Regions from separate parts of the Mus musculus genome. Here region 2 is linked to region 1. A link is a contact called in public Hi-C data. All regions are on one chromosome and are shown on one strand. Each heading gives the region's core, a stretch centred on a gene start, on an enhancer-like site or on the middle of the called end of the contact. The rest is flanking DNA. Distances are from core to core; before and after follow the strand shown. Region 1 holds the start of Sulf1 (sulfatase 1). Region 2 has its middle 97 kb from the start of Gm17644.

What was found. Hi-C and Micro-C count contacts between places; a contact is called where the count stands out from the background.
Region 2: a Hi-C map of muscle stem cells shows a contact between it and region 1, with 2.5 times the contacts expected there. The contact joins the enhancer-like site here to the promoter of Sulf1 in region 1. A contact is called at or near these places in 6 of 484 Hi-C or Micro-C datasets (embryonic stem cells, muscle stem cells and nephron progenitors) and 1 of 115 datasets of contacts at active chromatin or transcription factors (embryonic stem cells).

The regions. Positions count from the first base shown.
Region 1 is chr1:12,687,840-12,694,016 of GRCm38.p6, reverse strand. Sulf1 (sulfatase 1) reads right to left here and starts at 1,587. Exons shown (of 22, transcript NM_001198565.1): 1 at 1,333-1,587.
Region 2 is chr1:12,567,677-12,574,167 of GRCm38.p6, reverse strand. No RefSeq gene overlaps it. Among named protein-coding and RNA genes, the nearest start is that of Gm17644, 97 kb to the left of the region's middle. Within about 2 kb of position 1,992, at least 23 of the 459 cell types and tissues checked have an H3K27ac peak or open chromatin away from gene starts, as enhancers often do. A contact at or near this core is called in muscle stem cells, where this site is marked.

The sequences.
Region 1 (6,177 bases), core at 338-2,837:
CCTATCCAATTTGCAATTCTTGTAGGGCCAGGTTCTTCCACAGTGCAGGTATATGGTTTCTCAGAAAGAGTCAGTCTCTGAATGCAGTGCAAGAAGTAACCCAGACTCACCCATTTTGCTCAAACACTTGAAAAATAAAAATACCTTCTTAATCCCTCAGAAAATAAGGCACTGATTTGAAAGGCTTTTTTTTTTTTTCGACATAAGATGTTGCATGTAATGTCCCTTGTTATATTCCATTCAATTAAATCCTGGTGGGTGATTTTGGCAGAGCAGTTAGCCACACATCAGATGACAACTCACTTACTGTTGCTCGGCACCCCATGACCATTAATTTCCAATGACTAACTTGTAATTAAAATCTTTGTGTTTATTTGTTTATAGCCGGGGCTGAACATCTATTTACATTTAATTAACACTGTTTAAAGCCTATAAATGCAGCGACTTTAATGATCCATCCTAGCTATGCTGCTTTAGTTTTTCCTGACTTGTAAAACTCACACACAGATCTGCAAGTGAATTACATCCATCTGCTCCCCCGCAGCTGCAACCGGGCTACGTTAGAGAGCCATTTCCCCCTACCCCCCCTCTTTGCTTGGCTTCCAGCTCTAAGTATTTTTGTTTCAGAGCCGACCCAAAGACTGCACCGACGGGAGCCAGCCCTTTTCTCCTGAGGAGTTCCCGGACTTAGTCTTCAGAAATGATTAAAAGCCACTCTTGCTCCATCCCAAATCGACGCAATCTACCTTCCACAAATTCGGTTAACAAAGCGTTTCCGACTCTGCCGGCTTAGAAGAATCTTTTCTTATTGAGAAGAACGCAACAGTTTAAAGTGAACTCTTTAATGGTGAGAGCTAAAATCAACGCTTTCTTGGCCTTGCCCATCCTTGATGAGCAGTCTACACCTACTCTTCTGCGCCTATAACGGGAACCTCAAGGCACCCGGGCTCCCGAAGACAGTATCTTCGTTACACCTTCAAAAGCAACGCAGGAGAAGCATTAGCGCTACAAAGACAGCCGAGCCAGAGCTATGTGCACTGTTATCTGTCAGTCGTACAATAGCAGCATTGATGGAACGGCGAGGACCGGCTTTGACAAGTGTGCTGGGCTAGCATTACATTCCATTCCAAACTACGGCGAGAGAGAGAGAGAGAGAGAGAGAGAGAGAGAGAGAGAGAGAGAGAGAGAGAGAGAGAAGGAGAGGAGAGGAGAGGAGAGGAGAGGAGAGGAGAGGAGAGGAGAGGAGAGGAGAGGAGAGGAGAGGAGAGGAGAGGAGAGGAGAGGAGGAGAGGGAGAGGAGAGAGAGAATTGATTTGGTGTCTTTTACTTTACCTGAAAATACTGCGTTTCTTGTGGCTGCTGCAAATGAATTCCTCCTCCTCTTTCCCAAAGCCAAGTACTTGGATTTGCCTGCAACTCTCACTTGGAGAAGACCACACAGCTCCAGCAGGGCAGCCTTCCTTCTCTTAATCCCCACTCGAATGTGATGACACACACTAACCCCAACCATCTGTTGAAACACGTCCTCAAGCACTCAGCACAGTGCTGTGTCAAGACAGGCTGCCCAATCCAATTGCTGGGGCTGAGAGTCTCTTACGGATTGGAGGCGGAGGGCTGGGCAGGGACGGGGAGGTCGGAGAACTCCCCAGCCAAGTAACCTGAGATTTTCGGAGAGAAAGAACTGCTACAAAAGGAGGAGTGGGAGGTGCGGCGGGGAAGGTAGAGCGAATGAATTATTCTGGTGGCCAGTTGTGCGTTACTTTTCACAAGTCTCTGTGCTCCTGGGTGGGTGGAGGGGGTTCTCGGTGGGATGCCCAGGAACACTAAAAATCTTTTACAGCTAATCTATTGAGGGCAATGTCCTCAGCAAGCCGCTCCCCCCATCACCCCACGGGAGATAAAAGATTCTTCTTGTCATGCTGATAAAGTGTTAAATGTGGGAGTAGTTTGCACTGAAATGTGACATCTACATTTTGAAATCTAAACTCCTGCCTCCCTTTGATTGGGGGCGGCCGCCTCAAACATTCCTGAAAGGGCTTGGGGGGTGGTGTCGCAGCTTTGAGCCGAAACTTCTTTTTCTCACTGGGCTCTTCACGTGTCTCTCAGGCTAAACCAGAGAGACGGTCAATGAAAACCATTTCACTCTACTTCTCCAAAGCAACTCATGCTTTCCTAGATAAAGGTGGCTTTTAATCACTTTCTACACCCACAGCCATCTCGGTATTACAGCTCCTGGTACTAGAAGGCTACACTCTGCCAGTAATTGTTTTTATTGGTTTCTAGTTAATTGTGCTTATTACATCCGCGTAACTCAAGCGTCTCATTAATAATTTTGCTTTGAAATATTTTCAGTTTGGGGTTGTTTAAATACATCCTTCTTGTGTACTTTTTTCAAAATGCAGTTTTCTGAATTGTATTTATAAAAGTATTTACATTAATAACCTGATTCAGAAAAGTGTTAGATTTTTTTTACATATAAGAAGATATTGAGAAATAAATTCATTACTTAAAAAAAATCTTATTCTTTCAAAAATTCCATGAGACATCCAAGGAATTTGGATAATCTTAAAGAGTAAAGAGGAATTTTAAATACCATCTACTGCCTAACTGTGCCTGTTGGAAGCTAACATTTAACTATTACACCTTTTGAGGTTTGTGGTGAGAAAACCAATCATTTATGGGGTGGGGGAGGGTGGGGGAGGGTGGGGGAGGGTGGGGGAGGGTGGGGGAGGGGGTTAAACTTCCCTAAAGCCTAAAAGATCCAGATTACCGATAGGTAGCTGTGTTTGGCATATCAATGTCATGAAAATAATTTTTTCAGTTACAAGCAGCATTGGCTGATTGGCTTTCTTGTTGTTGTTGTCTCGCAAGGTTCTGTGATGTTATATAAGGATGCTTACAGTTGCTTCTGGTGCAAGTTTCCAAAGCACAGAGGACAGGAGAGGGTTTCTGTGAAGTGATCTCTCTCCCACGGGGTCATCAGGAGGAGGCAAGGAGAGTAGGATGGGGAGGTGGGAGCTTTGACTTCGTTTGCTTATTATCTTCCCAGAGTGATTATGAGGTGTCTGCTTTACTATGTATCACAAGTTCACTAAGCTACCCCTGACTCCTGAGCACCCACATCCAGAAACAAGCAACACAGACATTGTCAACAATGCAATTGGCAGGACAGGCCTAAGGCTTCCCTGGGGACCATAAAAATTTAATAGTGCCAATTACTGTCGAGCAATTTTATTCTGTCTTGTTTTTGGAGGAGTGGGTAATAGTTAATCCACCAGACCTCAGTCTGGAACTCTGCATTGCCTCAACTGTGTAGATGGAAAAGACCCCGGAGACATTATTAAGCCAGTTTGCAATCTCTTAAACTGTAAGTTGAGTTACAAAAGTAAAACTTAAGAAACTGTAAAGGTGTTAAATCAATATGTTTCATCCACCCTGTGCCTGTAACTTCCCTTCATGGGACATTTCCCTGGGGGTCGTCTCTGACTTACATTATTGTTTGAAACGCTTTTCAATGCGAACGTTTCAGTCTACACTCCACTGTAGACCTTTTCATTAAATTTCAGCTATTACTTCTCTTTTCTTGATCATTTCACCCATTCGTCCCATTTAAAACTTGTTTTAAAGTGAAAATTACAAGGCTGCTACAGACCCTGGTCCATGCTTGTCTTGTGTTCTGCATAGTGGCAGGGCGTGCCATCTTTCAGGTGGACTGTAAAACTAGTCCACAAAGATGCATTTTTTTTCCTTGTTCTGAAATGTTGTTGATGGGGAAAATCAGCTCAAGTCCAAGCCTGAGGCTGGTGCTGCAGGCTACGTCCTGGCTCCCCTCCCTCTGCAGCCTGCCTCCCTGCCTCCCTGCCTCCCTGCCTCCCTGCCTCCCTGCCTCCCTGCCTCCCTGCCTCCCTGCCTCCCTGCTCTGCTGTGTCGGTTTAGAAGTTAAGAAGTTTCCATTACTTTCCTTGCTTTCGCCTTGCCATCTGCAAACAGTTTATTTTTTTAAGGGAAAAGGAGTGAAGTTGAATCTGCCTTGAAAGATCTAAACTTAAAATACATTGTATTTTAAAACGATGATATCCAGCATTGTAAAGTCAGACGGGGCAGGATGGAGGAGCTCTTTGCAGAATGAATTGCTTCATCCTAGAAACTGAGGCAGGACGCTCCTAAAATGAAAGATTAATAGGTAACGGTGATATTGAAGAATGGCCCCTCCTATTCTGTTCCCACAGTTAAAATGTCCCTTTACTTATTAGCTCCAATTAGTTTCCATGGTAACCGACCAGCCCTTGTAAACCCAGCACTCCTAGCTTCACTCATCTTTGTCTAGACGGGGCTCTCCACCCTTCTTCCTCCACAGATGGTAGTTTAGCTGAGTCTGTATCTATAGCCATATCTCTCACACACATGCAATTGGCACATGAGGGCCCACACTCACTTTTTTGCTAGCACAATGGTGGCCAAGGGAGAAGGGAAGTGGCTTTTAATCCCTCGGCTTCAGCAAATGCGTCTGCTGCTGCATTAATGTTTGCCTCCTTTGCTTATTGTTTCTTCCCCTTCTTGTTCCATTATCAGCTGTTTGCTGCTCATAATTTCTTTTCAGGGAAACCAATACAGTATAATAAAAACCTCATTAAACAGAAACACCTATCAGAAAGCCCTACACTACCCCTTTTTGTTGAAAGAACCATTAAAGCAAAAAAGAAAAACCACTTGTTTGTCATGCTTCAGAAAAAGAGAACAAAGCCAGCATGAAGGTTTACCAAGGGGAGGGGAGGGGAGAGGAGGGAAGGGGAGGAGAGGGGAGGGAAGGGGAGGAGAGGGGAGGGGCCTGGTATGAGGATTTGGTACACTCAAAGCATCCTGTGTCTTTTCCCCTGATGATGCCACTTGGCCAAGAATACCAACCCAGTAATCAGGGAGGCTGAGAGAGATGGCCCGAGTGTAGAGGGAGGTGACATCTGTGGAGCAGTTCAGCTCAGAGACAGTGCTGCAGGTGAACCATGCAGCTATAGTCTAAAGAATCAGGTTGTGTGATGGGGCTGGGGGGTGGGTGTTGGTTAAGGAGAAGGAAAAGGCCTCCCAACAATGCTTCCAATTGTGACAACTCAGCAAGCCAGGGATATTCCCAATTTATGTTTACTTGACTTCTTTAGACATAGCTCAATTAGTAAAAAAGTAAGCCTAACTTTTCATTAAGAGATATGGAGAGATGGTTCAGCAGTAAGAGCACTGGCTGCTCTCGCAGAGGACCCGGATCCAGTTCCCAGCACCCCTTTGGTGGCATCCAACTTCATGAAACTCTGATTTCAACGGATCTGATTCGTCTTTCTGGCCTCACCAGCACCAGACACACATGTGGTGCACTTACATACATACAGGCAAATTATTCATAGACATAAAATTATATGAATAAAATAATTAATAGTGTGTGTGTTTGTGTGTGTATTTGTGCCTGAATGCCTGAGAGTATGAAGGTCAGAGGGCAATTTTGTAGACTAGATTCTGTCCTTCCTTTTCCAAGAGTCAGACTCAGATCATAAGCTTATGTAGCAAGTACCTTACTTATTCTTGCCAGCTTCAAACTCAATTTTAATTTAGTGATTTTCAATGGATAAACACCTTTCTAAATTTAGAGAAACAGTTTAGCAGCCAAGCTTTTGTATTGGGCATGTTTAATATTGTGAAGATCAAAATGGAAGCATTATATTTCTCCCTATCCCACCATTTTTCTGACACTGGTTTTGATATAAAAAGAATAATTAGGAAATGTGGGTTGGAAAGATGTCCTAGTGAGCTTGATATGCAAACATGAAAACCTGGTATGATGGTTTCAATGAAATGACCCCCAAACATTTGCTCCCCATTTGATAGAACTGTTTGGGAAGGATTCAGAGGTGTGGCCTTGTCAAAGGTTGGTGTGTCATGAGGGGAGGTCTTTGAGGTTTCGAAAGTCTCATGCCAATCCTAGTGTTTCTCTCTGCCTCCTACTTTTGGGTCAAGATAAAAGCTCCCAGTTGTTCCTGCCTTGCCTTTGCTCTGCCCTCATTGCCTCTAACTCTCTGAAACCCTAAGCCACAAATTGAACTCATCTTTTTATAAGTTGCCTTGGTTATGGTGTTTTATCACAGTAATACAAAAGTAACTAAACCACCTGGGTTTGATCTTCCAGAACCCATA
Region 2 (6,491 bases), core at 743-3,242, 120 kb after region 1:
TCTAATTAATTACTAGAGAATGAGGGTCAAATTCAGGGCCTTTGCAAGGTACCTCACTTCTAAGATATCTTCCTAATCTCACACTGTACTTTAAAATGTGATTATAGAATATCTTATACCACTTTAATAGGTGATGAGCTTATTGGGATATGAATTTTATATTCTTCCCAAGAACTGGCCAGTGTCATCTATAGAACCTATGCTCCATAAATCCTGCTGAGCTGCTTAATCCCAAAGTTTGAAAAGATACTTATTTTAAGGTTACTAATTAATCAATCATTGCATGCAGGCCTGTTTTACATGGTGTGTGCATGTGTTTGTGCATATATGTGGAGGCCACGTAACAGCTTTGTGGAGTCAGTTCTCTCCTTCTACCTTTGTGGGTTCTGGGAATCAAACTCAGGTTGCCAGGCTTGTTCCATGTTCCAGTTTGTCTTTCTGTTGCTGTGATAAAACTCTGGGAAAAACCAACCTGGGGAGAGAAGGTTCTATGTCATGACACCCCACACTTTACAGGCTGTCAAGGAGGGAAACCAAAGCGGGAGCACCAGGCAAGAGTTGTAAACAGAAACCAAGAAGAAATACTGGTTTGCTTCCCCTGGCTTGCTCAGCTATCTTTCATAGACAAGCCAGGTGCCTTGCTACCCAGGCTTGCCACCACCCACAATGGTCCCACTCACCTACATCAATTAATAGTAATGTATAAAATGCTCTACAGACACGCCCATACACCAGTCAGATGGGGGGAAGTCCTCAATTTATGGTTCCCTTCCCCTGGCATGACTAGGTTTGTCATGTTGACAAAATGTAGTCAGTACAGGCACGAAGAGCCATTACTGGTCGCAGGATCTCAACTGTCCAAGTGTGGTATTTTAGTATCTATACCTACTCCAGTGATGTCAGTATGCGTTCGTGTGAAATACTAGCCACGGTGTCTTTAGCAACTCACTTTGGAATAATCCTTTTTTCCCTCTGTGTTCTTAGCTCTCAGTCTGCATCTTAGAAGGAATGAGTTTTTCTTGGTGGTTACTGAAGTTCCACAGCTCAAGTGATGTGTCCGGGGGGGGGGGGGGGGTTATGCTAGGCCAGGCCTAGAAATATTTCTAAAGAGAAAAGCTTGTTGCTAAGGTGGAAAACTGTGGTAAGCTTGAGAATTCACAGGGTGAGTGCCGTGAGAGGAATTCATGGAATGCTAGGCAGGTAATCCCGGGAAAGACACTGGAGGCTGTTCACCTTGTTCCACTCCTAGACATGGAGCTGAGGTCATCAGGAACTTTCCTTTGGTAAATTTGAGCCCGAGAACCCATCCTGTAGATTTGTATACAGTGAACATGATGGTCTAGAGAAAGCTTTCCTGGGACTGGTAATCCTGGTCTTAACTGAAGATTCTTGGTGGGAAGTATAAGGTTCTGTGAAACAAACAGGGAGCTGATTTATAAGAAAACAAACCAATTAGACTGACTTTCAAAAGTCTCAGGTAACAGAACTTAATTTCTACTTCAAGGTTTCCTGGTCTACCTGACCTTGGAACCTCCTTCAACAGGTAGAAGCTTGGGTGACATGGTCCTGCAGGTGAGAAATGTCCTTGCTGTCAAACTGACAACCTGGATTGGATCCTGGACCTTCTGAAAATTGTCCTCTGAGCTGATACCAACAGCCCCCTATACACAAACAAATAAAAAAAATTTAAAAAGGGACAGAGTCAGGGGTACTTTATTAATTGCTGGATGCTTTAATACTGCCAGGCTGTGTGCGCAGCTCATAAAACTTACAATTTTAACATTACATAATCAGATCAAGTGGTGCCAGTCTCCAAGAAATTAAAAAGAAGAGGATTAGATCTAGCTTATTTTCAAAACAGTCTTAGTGAGCATCACAGACATGGATATTAATTTTTTTAAATGAAAAGTAGACTGTTTATTGCTCACAAAGGACTGCTTGTGCTGCCCAGATCTATGCTAATCTCCATTCCAAATTGCTTAGCAACTGTTACGTGGTTAGAAAGGTTCAAATTTCAGGAAAGAAAGAAAACTTTCTGAGCACAGCGCGGCAAGATTTGTTTTGGGGATATTAAGTCACTCAAAGGATGAAATAAAAAGTGATGAAACAACCCTCTACAGAGAGCTGATCTTTCCTTAAAGCGACATGGACTCTTGGCGATTTTGATCCTCATGACGAAGAGTGCACTCAGACCGTGTATACCCTGGAGGTTTCTCTCTTTTCTTTTGCTTGCTCACTGAATCCTATGAGTCTCTGCCATGGGGAGACAAAGGGAGCAGAGTTATGGAGCTAGGTTATGTGTCAATAAGGGTCATAATCTTGGAAAATTCAAATGTATATGCTTATAAGTAGGAGAATAATGATATTTTCATAGGATCAAAAATATTTTACACATTTGAAAACTTAACCATGTTTATCTGTCTACCTGCCTGCCTGCCTGTCTATATATCTGTCTAACTAGATTTACATATAAAAGCATCATATTCACTTTCTATGTAATAACTGTGTACAATTTATTTATTTGTTTTTCTTTTGCAGACAGGGTCTCATCTGTAATCCAGGCTGGATTGCTATTTGTCATGGATCTGAGACTGGCACTGAATTCATGGCAATTCTGCCTTAACACCTAGCTCCTATTTATTAATTTAAAAATTGTACAGAAATGAAAATATTATAATTTTACTGTAATGAAGTAAAACATCAGATATGCAATAATTAAAAAACCTAAATGCAGTGGAAAATTTCTAGGGAGAATAGCTTGCTAAATATTGAACTTAAAAAAAGCAAACCAGTAAACACATGACTTGTGAGTTAAAAATATCATAGAGGCTACAGAAATGGCTCAGGTAACAACAAGCTTTTTGCCCAAACATTAGATCTGAATTAAAGTACCAACACCTGTGTTAAAAGGCTGGCCATAGTGACACTTCCTATCAGGAGGAGGCAATGGGGAGATTCCTGGGGCCTAGAGGTTACTAATGTCATCAAATTTCCAAGCTTAGCTTCAGGGAGAGATTTTACCTTAAAAAGTAAGGTGGAGAGTGATTGACGAAGACATTTGAGGGGAAACTGAGATCTCCACACAGAAGTACAGATAGATACATACATACACAGTTGCATATAATCTCATGCTTATGCATGCACACATGTGCACACATACACTATATTATCTGTCGTATACGTGTATATATAACATATGTTACATTTTGTATATATGTATTATATGTGTTTATATGTTATATATATATGTTTGCATATATATATGTATAAGTGTATGTGTGCATATATGTATATATGTACATACATATATGTGCATATATGATGTGCATGTATATACATACATGTATATATGTATATGTGTATATATGATGTGTATGTATATACATATATGTATATATGTATATGTGTATATATGTGTGCATACATATATATGACATATATATTATTTATATAACAGTTCCTGTATATTATAGCATGCTCCAGGTAATAGTAAATACTATTTAGATAAAGTTCTTCTCATCTCATTTTATGAGCTAGAAAATGCTGGAGCAATTGCTCAGCAGTTCAGAGCATTGTTGATCTTTCAGGGGACTTAAGTTTGATTCCCAGCATCCATTGCGAGGCCCAGATGTATTTGTAACTTTCAGTTACAGGCAACTCAATGCCTTCTTCTGCCTTCTGCAGGCATTGTATGTACCTGGTGCATAGACATACATGAAGGCAAAGTACCCATACAAGTAAAATAATAAATAAGAAAAAAAACCACTTAGGAATATCACAGGAAATGAATATTGTGATGTAGATACATATATGTGTATTTTTCTTTGTGAGCATGCATGTGAGATATCTATATACCATAATGCATATAATCACAACAGGTTTGCTAGGAAAATGAAGATGCTTAACATTTAAAACTCCTATGTAATTCCATAAACACACAGTAAAACCACTAAACATTTGGTTATCTCAATAGATACAGAACATTCGTCTGATAAATGCTGCATTCTTTCACTATGAAAACCCTCAGAAACATGAGAAGAGCTCTGATTTTTCCTTTCTTTAAATTTCAGCTATTTCCCCATGTGTGTTTGTATATGTGTGTGTGTGTGAGTGTGTATGTGTATACAGATGCACAGTCCTGAGATAATTTGTAGAGTTTCATTCTTTTCTTTTACTTTGTGAGCGTTGGGGATTTAAATCAGGTCATCAGTTTTGGCAGCAAGCCCCATATCTGCTAAGCCTTCTCATAGCCCATCAGTGATTTTCTTTTACTTGATCAAAGTAATTGAGACAAACTCTATGGCAAGTCCTGCACAAGTGTGAAGAATTCCTTTTGACCCTAGGAATGGAATAGCAGTCATAACTATACTGGAGATAAAAGGTAGTTGTGGTAAGACCAGAGAAAAAGTCATCTGGATTTAAAAAAAAGAAACAACACTCAATATGTTATTAAAGTTACAAATTTGTAATAAAATCTAAAAACTCAAGAAAGTCTAAGAGAATTCAAGAGACTCATTAAGGCCAATTAGAGAATTTAATAGAGTCAAAATATTACTACACAAAAGTTTATTTTATTCACATGTTGTAACAAAAAAAGAAAGAAACTAATGTGAAAGGTTGTATCTTGTAGTAGTAACACATATTGTAATATATTTACCTGGGAATAAATATAATCAGAGATGTGGGGTGAAGGTTTCAGCCCCTGGAAAGAAGATGCTTAAATTGCACGGACATCCAATGTTTGGCTGCGATGTATGCAAAAACAGCAATATTCACAACAACCCACATTTTGTTGCTTTTTACTGTGATATCAAAGGTGGCTTCGTGGCCATGTGATCTGTAAACTCACACAGGGCTCACACCCACAAGGACCCAGTGCTTTCCTGCTCTGCTCTCACATTTCAAAGGCGTTAATAATCTTATTTTCAAACGCTGATTTGGTTTGAATGGATGAGGATGTGAGCAGTGGCAACATGTGTAGTGTAGGTACCCATCATTCCCTGCTGCACCATTGGCATAGTCCTTGTGATGTCCCATGAGCACTGCGAGGCATGGAGCTAGTGACACTCAGGGCGAGCAGGAGCTAAATGTGGTGTTGCACCTCTCAAGGCTGGAGCTGACAGCTCAGGGAAGCTACACATTCCACGTGGACCAGAACTTGCTTTGAATGCAGACAGAAGGCAATGCCAATCTAAGAAATACAAACAAGCAAGGAAGCTTGTCATGACCCATCTTTTATTTCATTGTCAGCAAAAGCTTTGTCTTGCAAGTGAAAAGATCTGAGTTTGATCACCCAGTGCTCATGTGAAAGCGCTGACTGTGGTAGTGACTCTGTAATTGCAGCACTGGAGAGGTGGAAACAGAATCACTGGGGTTTGATAGCCATATAATTCATCTAATTGAGGTGACACTGTCTCCAAGCAGGTGGATTGCCTTACAGAGAAATGCCTAAGATTTCCTCTGACCTCCACATGCATGCACACAAGAGCACATACACCTACTCCCACCCACAGGCCCACATGAAAAAGGAGAAAGGAAGCCCTAGGTTAACATATTGGACCATCTCTTTCCAGTCATTTGGCATTTGTCAGTGATTTGAAGGTAGAGGGTGTTGGCAGGATATATGCAGATCAAAGCTTTAAATGGTGTCAGTGTTGTGCAATGTTTCTATAATTTGGTAAGAATGAAATAGGCATGCAGGAGCTGTGCAGTAGATTCTGCATACTCATCAAATTCTCTTACACCATGTTTAGAACTGGCACTGGGGCAGGGCTGCCCTCCAGTATATGTTTGCCTTATAAAAATAAGAAGTGGGTCAGACATGATCCATGGTCTACAGTTAGCTCCTTCCTGATTTAAATATTATTTTACTTTGATTAAGAAATATCAGACTGAGGGGAGATGGTACCTTACAGTACTGAGGGAGAGTAAGCAGCAGCTATTCACTAAATGCCTACTAGAAGTTAGGCAAGTTTGTTGCCATGAAAAAATCTAATTTGTTGGGGCATCTGATAGAAGAATATGCCACATCAATGAAACCTTGGTTAAAGGTAAAAAAAGATATACAAATCCATAGATGGAAACCCTTAATGAAAACAGAAAAACTCCTAAATTTGTCTACAGATCATATGCAATTTAAATCAAAGTTCCTGTATATTTTTTTTCTGAGATTTGAGTATAAGACCTTGAAATTAGCGTAGAACAACAGAAAGGATTAAAAATGGTGTAGATAGCTTTGGGGATGTACATTGGAAACACCTGAGATTAGCTGCACTTCTCAAAAAGGTAAACTAAGAGAGTGATGTGGTTTCTGGTCTAGAAAAAGGAACTGGTGAAACAGAGAAGGAACTTCAGGACTAGATCCAGCTATGTGTGGAGCTGGAGAAAGGATGAATGACCTACCATCACCCTGCAGTTAAAGTGAGATTACAACCTCATCCCCATCCCAACAGGAAATGCCAGCTGAATTGAAGAAAAACACACAAAGACAA